Regions from separate parts of the Ovis aries genome. Here region 1 is linked to region 2. The links are chromatin contacts, called in public Hi-C maps. All regions are on one chromosome and are shown on one strand. The core of a region is the stretch at or near the end of the contact, and the rest is flanking DNA. Distances in the headings are between cores, read along the strand shown.

What was found. A called contact is a pair of places that touch in the nucleus more often than the background predicts.
Region 1: a contact with region 2 is called in a Hi-C map of liver, with 4 times the contacts expected there. The contact joins the promoter of RFX6 here to the enhancer-like site in region 2. A contact is called at or near these places in 2 of 16 Hi-C or Micro-C datasets (liver and mixed tissues).

The regions. Positions count from the first base shown.
Region 1 is chr8:21,008,342-21,012,932 of ARS-UI_Ramb_v3.0, forward strand. It overlaps RFX6 (regulatory factor X6), which reads right to left and starts at 3,142. Exons shown (of 19, transcript XM_004011174.6): 1 at 2,866-3,142; 2 at 2,453-2,609. The coding sequence starts at 3,085.
Region 2 is chr8:20,912,235-20,916,442 of ARS-UI_Ramb_v3.0, forward strand. No RefSeq gene overlaps it. Among named protein-coding and RNA genes, the nearest start is that of RFX6, 97 kb to the right of the region's middle. Within about 2 kb of position 2,702, at least 3 of the 54 cell types and tissues checked have an H3K27ac peak or open chromatin away from gene starts, as enhancers often do. A contact at or near this core is called in liver, where this site is marked.

The DNA.
Region 1 (4,591 bases), core at 1,892-4,391, 97 kb after region 2:
AAATCACTTCTGCCTGGTCCACCTGCCTGAATAAGCCTTACTTCTGAGTAAATCTTCACTGTTCATCATGCTTTGCTCTGTGATATCCAAATATGAATGGTGAAATTGAAGGTGATGGATTTTTAAAATAACATTGTCGAGAGGCTTCCTACAATCTCTTACTTTCACTCCCAAACTGGCTCTGAACATTGAATAGTTACGGAAGTATGGTGACACATTTATTTGCAAAATACATAAGAATACATTAACTGTAAGTTTGAAATAGTACCAGTTTACCTCTATCTCTACCCTTTTTTGCTGTAATTAGTACTTATCATTACCTAAAAGATCCTGTACTCACGAAACATAATGTTATTCTCTATGGATGCCGCCAAACGTGACACTAAATTCGGTTCTATATTATAAACATAATCATATAATCTTTGAAAATTTAGAAATAATTCCACTTAATTTGGATACCAGCAATTGCAATTGCACACAATTTATATAAAGGTAATAACATATATTTAAGTGTTACAAATACCTGAACAGCCATCAAGAAATCAGAACTTGTGGATTCTAGTCTCAATTCTTCCACCCTTTCAGTAGACGATAATGGCTAAAATTTACTTACTTTCTTTTTATGTACAGTAAGATCATAATTAGTACTATACAAGAGCAACACAATATAGAATATACATTTAGGTTAAAATTGAGTGAAACTCTTCAAGATCTCTGATTTAACATGTTCCCAAGGTGCGTGAGATAAAAGCTACAGGATGTTTCCTGGGATTTGGTTCTTTTTTTCCTTTGTCTTAGAAAGATGGAAATCCCAGTAAAATTTACATACACAAAACCAAACACCTAGTTGACAGTGAAAATTGAAGCTACTCAGGCACTTTAATTTTTAATTCTAATTTTTAACATCCCCACTCTAATCTGTAGTCGTAAGGGAAAATTATCAAAAGGTAAATAACTCATGTAGGTTTTTTTAAAACTATATATCTCTGGGAGGGGGTGAGAGTGTGGAAAGTTCAAACAAAAATGATGACATTTTATAGTCTCAAAACATATGAAAATTACTGAGAAATATTCAACTGTTTTAACTATATTTAAATGACACATATAATGTCCACTTTTTCATCTGGCTGTATTGATATTGTTGGCATTGTTTTTGTCTTCAAAATACTGACTAATCCTAGACATAAATACAATCTTAATTTTGGATATGACTTTTTTCTTTAATTGTAATGTATTTATATTTATAAAATAAAAACCCATTTGTTTCCATTCATTCAAATTGAATGGAAGTGATCATTCAAAAAGCCTTCATAATATATCTGAAGTCAAAACCTTTTTGCTCCAATTATCCTAAAGAAAATAGCTGTTTCCTAAATATTTAAGATAATTAGCTCAATTATTTACTGCCCTAGTATATTCTCAACTAATAAATGAAATATCAATTTCAATAGATTAGCCATAATTTTAGAAGGATATTAAACTTATATTTCAAATGTTTGGAAGAATTAAGGACACAATCACAAACAGTATATGCAAATTGTAATTCAATGTTTAAATGAAATAAAATGTACTAGTTTTTATTAAGATACTGCTTTTTCTATTGTATTTTTTTAAGATTTAGATCACATTTTACATATAAACAGATTGTGTAACTTATTAGCAAATAGACATTTTTACTTATTTGCATCCTATTTGGAATTTGGGAGGAAATTTCTTTACCCTACATAGGGAAGTTTAATATTATGTTTTTACTTTAGATTCCTCTTCCTTTTGAAACAATATTATAAAAGTTTCTGTAGGACTTTTACTTAGAGAGCCTACTGATAAACTCTTGGTTTTAGAAGATTTTCCATAAAATCTAATTAGTGATATTTCACTGTAATAAATCATATATAAAAGCTACTTTTAAAATAGTTGAATATTTATTTAAGTTAATAGCACCATTTTAACTGATTGATCTATGTCTTCTAGTTCAAACATATTTCATCTTATGGCTGAATTGATACACAACTGATACACAATTTTGAATTTGCACTCTATGGTAAAAGGTAGGGTTAAGATCCTTCCTCTTTTTAACTTATTTTTTAAGAATCATGTTTTATAAACATAAAAGCTTATGAGTTGATTGCATGTTGAACAAGTCATTAAAATTCATTATTGCTTACATTCAAAGGAATTACAATAATGAAACTACAACAAAGAAATTACAAAATTACAAAGAAGTTAGCCAATAATGAACAAAGTGATGGTTTTTATTTGCATTGCAGATCATTTTTCACCTTTACCAGAATATGTCTCTATACAAAACATTCAGTGAAAACAATTTTTGGATGAATTTCTAATTGGTCTTTTAAACTCCTGCAAGAACGTTTGAGAGAACCAAATGGAAAAAAGCAAAGAATCTGAATATACTGACTTTCAAAATTCAAGGGTACCCTTGAGCGAGCCTTACCACTGCAGGGTGAGCTGGGTCTGCTTCTTTTTATCCTTCATAATCTGCGTGATGGTTTTCTTCTGTGAGAGGTGTGGATCGGTTGCTTTAGTTTTGCTGTCTGGATTATCCGCATCCTCTTCTTCGGAGGAAAAGTTACCATTGCTTAAATGCATTTCTAATTGCCAGTTGAAAAGATAAAGAAAACCAGAATATAAAATCAATTAATTAGCTCTAAATGTATCTTGGCGTCAAACGGGGTGGTCTATGGGGGGTTCGGAGGAGAGTTATACAAAATCCCTTAGACTTAATTTCTATTCGACCAGCATTTTCCTAGGGGAAACACATGTACGTTTGCGATGTGTTTATCATTGGAGGCCCTTTTAAAACTACATCCGAGTCCCAGTCACGTCCCGGGAGGGCAGAGCACTCACCGGCTTTAACTCCCCCGGGCAGCTCCGAGTCGTCCGCTTTCTCCCCGCTGCCCAGCTCGCGCCCCGGCTGCGCTTCGCCCGTCAGGTACACCCTTTCTTCGGGGTAAACGAGCAAACCCTTGCCCAGGAGCTGCACACAACACTCCTGGACTTCGGGGGAAACCGGGGGAGAAGCCTGCGCCTGCAGGAAGGCGTCTTCCAGCTCCGGGACCTTGGCCATCCTCCTGGCCGCCGAGACTTGGGCGCCAGCCGCTCGACCGGCGCCCAGCGGAGCCGGGAGGCCGGGGCGGGGCGGGGCGGGGCGGGGCTGCGGACCCCGGGCCGCTGGGGCGGAGGCGGAGGCCGCGGCTCGGGATCCCCCGGGCGTCGCGGAGAAGGAAGGCCCGGCCCAGGGGCAGCTCTGACAGCCCAGGGAACCGGGTGGGCCGAGGCGGGACTGCCCGTCTCCACCTGCCTGCCATCCTGACAGATGCTCCGCTCAGAACTCACTTCTCACCTGCGCGAGTCAAGCCTGAGCAATGAAGTCCCTTTCCCCACATCTCTTCCCTCTGTTTCCTCTTCTCCCATCTTGAGCTGGGACCGAGGACACTTTTCCACACCCAAAGCTCTCCAAGGAACCAAGAAAGCGACACTGTCATCTCGGGGTGGGGTGGGGGGCCGAGGGAGGGGAGAAGCAACTCTCCCCACCTCTACTCTCGGGTGACATCAAGGATGCTTCAGGGGACTGCCCTGATTCTGCACGCCCAGGCCGGAGGAGGGGGACCTCAGAGCACCGCTCAGTCTTTGCAGAACATGGTCTGGGCTGATTTATTCCCAGAGTAATCCTGGGCGGTGGGGGGTGGGGAGTGGTAAGGGGTCTTCTCAGTGACCCGGACAGACGCCATCTCGGCCCACTAGTGGGAAGACTGCCTTGCTCCCCAGCGCAGAATGCCTGCCTCTCTGCCCTCTGGGGATCTGGCTCTGAGCTTAGAGGAAAAGATGCATCCACTCTCTACGTATTTTGTAATTTAAACGCATCCCTGGCGATTCCTCACCCCTCATACCTGGTAGTAGTGCAATGGACCATTGCGGAAATGAAAAAATGAAGTTGCCACATTTCATTTCCAATCTAAAATGCCGAGATAGTCGTGTATGGGGGAAAATATCTTGTTCTTTCTTTAAGGAGAAATCAGTAGACTTGGGCTCTGTGTTGCCCCATTGACACCGAATCTTTCCTTCCTTCCACCTTCTGTTCTTTTGACAGATATTGCCCTGTGCTCACTATCTATATGTTTGGTGCTCTCCAGAGAGAGCAAATATCTTGCTTTCATTCACACTTCTTCACCACAATCTGCAGCCTGCCATCCTCATTTGGAGCTTAGTAAGATAGATCACTCCTGAAATTTAACAATATTAAACTATATTATATCCAAATATAACATGGAAAAAGCAAAATGGGACCCAAGGTGGTGGATGGCTGAAGGGTGGATTATAGGTGGGAGTAAAACAATCTAAGAGCATTACTTTGCCAAAGTGGCTAACATTATGAGTACATTTGACCCTTACCCATTTTTCAGCGTAACTTATGGAAAAGTCACCACTTCTCTGTCAGAGATTTTCTCCTGGTACCTCCAGAGCCTGGATCTAGGTTGGGGCAGTCCAGCTATCCAGGCAACCAAAGCTCTAAGTCTATACCACCATCACTCCCTACAACCTTGAGTATCAGTCTCCTCCACCCAGTACCCTG
Region 2 (4,208 bases), core at 1,452-3,951:
AATAAATGAGTGTGTAGGCTTATGTGTGAGACTGAGAAGAAGTCTGATTATGAATAAATATTCAAGGTTATGCAAGAAAGAACAAAGTAAACCCAAGCTGGATGGAAAAAGAGACCTAGCCAACTAAAAGACTGAAACTTAACTTCACTGTAAAATTGATAGAATAATAATGGAAAAAGCAAATCTATACCTAGTTTCTGGTAACCTGTGAAAAGTGTCAAAACCTAACCATTCAAAGATGAGTCTTAGAGGTGGTTTAAGGACACATGAGTAGAATTAAACTAATCAGTCACTTTGGAGCATTATTTTGATAACTGGCAAATAAAGAAAATCAGTCATTTATCTTGCTTTTCCTATGAAAACTATATCACTATATACTTCCATAGAACAATTCCAGTTAAGAAATGAATGAGAAAATATAGAATTAGAATATCACAATGAATTAATGGTTTAGGCATTGAGCATCAGTAGCTGATAACAGAGCTAAAGGAGTGATAAGCAGACATTAGATGTCTCTGGATGGAAGAACACACTGCCTATGAAGCTGCTGCTATTGCTGCTAAGTCACGTCAGTTGTGCCCAACTCTGTGTGACCCCATAGACAGCACCCACCAGGCTCCCCCGTCCCTGAGATTCTCCAGGCAAGAACACTGGAGTGGGTTGCCATTTCCTTCTCCAGTGCATGAAAGTGAAAAGGGAAAATGAAGTCGCTCAGTCATGTCCAACCCTCAGTGACCCCATGGACTGCAGCCTACCATGCTCCTCCATCCATGGGATTCTCCAGGCAAGAGTACTGGAGTGGGGTGCCATTGCCTATGAAGCAGTCTTGCTCAAAAAAAAAAAAAATGAACCTGACAAGGCTCTAGGTCCAAGTACCAATATATGGAAGCCCAAACTTATGGAGCTATATCACAGAGATGCAATCAGCAAAATTCAGAATGAAGGAAATTCTATAGGACAAAAAACTTGGTTTCATTAAAAATAAACTGCAAGGAAAAGAAGAAGGAGCAATATATTGATTAAAATTTACCTTAAAAGGTGTATCAACGAAACGCAATGTGTGGACCTTATTTGGAACTTAATTCAAACAAATTATTAAAAAGTTAATGGCATGTATGGGCAATTCAAATTTAAACATTTACTGGGTATCCAGTATTAATTTATTAATTTTCTAGGTGGAATGATGATAAAATATTTATGGTCAGGAATAGTTCTTATCTTTTAGAATAAATACCGAAAGATTAGTGAATGAATCAATATGTGTGAAAGTTACTTGATACTAGTAGTACAAGGGGAAGCTGGTGAGGGCACAGACACAAGATTGGCTTGTGTTGATAACTGTGGGAGCTGTGTGGGGAGTATATGAAGGTGAGTACTATTTTTTTCACTCTTGTGTAGGTTTGAAGTTATCCATATTAAAATTATCTCATGAAAGGGAAATCTTCCTTTCTATTTAGAAATGGAAAATAAGAAAGAAAAGGTAGAAAGAGGGAAACGTTTTTAGTGGATTATGTTGTATCCATGGTAAGCTGTTCATTCTTACTGTTTTTTCTGAGTCATTTTCAATAACGCAGCACCTGCCATTGAAGCCCATTCAGCATAAAGAGGAAAGGCCTGCGTGCTATCCTTGCCGTGGGGTTGGTGGGACAGAAAAGGAGGAGAGGAACTGGCATTCCTGTTGCTTCTCTCGCACATGGAGAATGTTTATATATCTTTTCTAAGAATATTTTTATATCAATGCTATTTAGAATATGTCTCCACCAGGGGCCCTTTGTTTATATTTTTCTTTCCTGTGGAAAATAAATTATGTTGTTGTTGTTTTTTTCATCCAGTAACCGACTATCTGGAAAATATAAACTGGTTTTATTCTCCCCATACCTTCAAAATATTGTTTTGCACTTCAGAGCAGTTGCTTGGGAGGCAGATTGAATGAATGAGGGATTTTGGAATTAATAAATGCAGGCAATCTCCTCTAGCAGATCCAGCAAGACCTTTGCTGGTGGCTTAGTGGTAAAGAATCCGCCTTCTAATGCAGTAGATGAGGGTTTGATCCTTGGGTCTGGAAGATCCGCCTGGAGAAGGGAATGGCAACCCACTCCAGTATTCTTGCCTGAAAAGTCCCATGGACAGAGGAGCCTGGCGGGCTGCAGTTCTTAAGGTCACAAAGAGGCAGACATGCCTTTGGACAAAACAACAATCGCAAGGTCCAGCAGAGGGAGCAATGTCCGCGGATTTGCAGACCCCAGAGAGGGTGAGGCCGCTCCAATCAGACAGTCTGTGTTTAGACACACTGTTCCTTTAAGATCCCGTTTCCTCCTCTGCCTTCATTTTACAGCCCCTGGAGCTCCAGGCTGATAACCGAGTATCCAGACGCAGATCCTATTTTGTTCCAACCCCACAGTCCTAGGAAGATACTTGAGGTAATTTAGAGCCAGGGGACACGAAGCCAAGATCCTCCTTTCACATGATACTAATCCTCTTCAGAGTTAGAAATATCCTTTAAATTCTCTCCCTTTATTTAGTTTTCCCATATCCCTTTTCCTTCTGGATTTCCACTTTCTCAGAGCCTGGTCAGTGGTGAGGTAGGAGCCACTCTGCATTTCTGGGCTGCCCACTTTAGGTTAAGCAAAGAGCCTGGACAAGAAAATGTTTCCAACCAGCGATCCCTCAACATGCCCCCCTGATAAAGATCGGGAATATTGCAAAGGCGAGGTTAGAGTCAGTGCCTTTTGTGCAAAGGGAGGGGCAGTTAGCTCCGTGGACAGGCTGAAGCACTAGTGCCTTTTCTACTTGCTGCCTTTGGAGATGAACCAAACCACAGACAGAAAGGCTTATAGGACCCTGGTAACAGCTGATCTACTCTGGCCTCGCTGGTAACACTCTAAGAACACCGCACCCCAGCTCTACCAAACCATCATTCTATAAAAAGCAAAGGAGACTGGCACTGGCATAGCCTCCATGGTGAGAGTGAAGGTGGCTCTGCCCCTCCTGGTCATCAGCCACCTCCTCAGTGGGCCTTTCTTCCTACAGAACTCAGAAGAAAATTCTAGACATAATAAGTCCCACTAAAAGTGTTGCTGTTTTTTCAATTCAGTTGAGTCGCTCAGTTGCGTCCGACTCTTTGCGACCTCATGAACTGCAGCACGCCGGGCCTCCCTGTCCATCACCAACTCTCGGAGTTTACTCAAACTCATGCCCATTCAGTCGGTGATGCCATCCAACCATCTCATCCTCTGTCGTCCCCTTCTCCTCCCACCTTCAATCTTTCCCAGCATCAGAGTCTTTTCAAGTGAGTCAGCTCTTCGCATCAGGTGGCCAAAGTATCGGAGTTTCAGCTGTTGTTTTTGAGAGCAATGTAAATTCATCCTCATACTTTCTTTTATAGAAAGAACTCCCCACCTCATCCTCTGATCTTGCATCAGAAAATCTATACTATCAATTAGTGTGTCTCAGACTTCATTGCACATGGGAAACACTTGGAGAACTTGTGGAACTTTAGTTCTGGAGGAGGGCCAGAGATTCTGAAAGGGTCTAACTTGGTTTCTTAAAGTATAGTCCATGGAGAAGCCCTTTTTGGCATCACCTAGGAGCTTGTTAGAAATGCAAAAGTGAAGTCATCCAAGTGTTATTTTTTGTTTTCCTCTGTGTATTCAGAGGTCCCAGATCTGGGATGATTTTAATAATGATGATGGTAACTTAAAATACCACTTGTTGAGAACCTGTTGTAGGCCAGTAGCTCTATATACTGGAGAAGGAAATGGCAACCCACTCCAGTGTTCTTGCCTGGAGAATCCCAGGGACGGGGCAGCCTGGTGGGCTGCCGTCTATGGGGTCGCACAGAGTCAGACATGACTGAAGTGACTTAGCAGCAGCAGCAGCAGCAGCAGCAGCTCTATACACGCTAACCCTAATGCAAATGGCATTGCTCTTATTTTGTACATAAAAAACCTGAAGCTCAAAGAGAGCAAGTAACCTATCCAAAGTCAGATAGATGGTGAGTGCCCGCATCCAAGTCTGTCAGTTTCAAAGCCTGGACCCTCTTCACCACTCCACGCTGCAAAAACTGAGATCCCTCATTTCACTGCTGACTCTACAAGATTTCCTGACTCCTGACTGCTTCTCCAATATCACCTATTGCTTGATTTTCCACTGATTTATTTTTAAACACTTCCTGGATCTGCAGCATCTACACGTGACCTTGTGCAGCA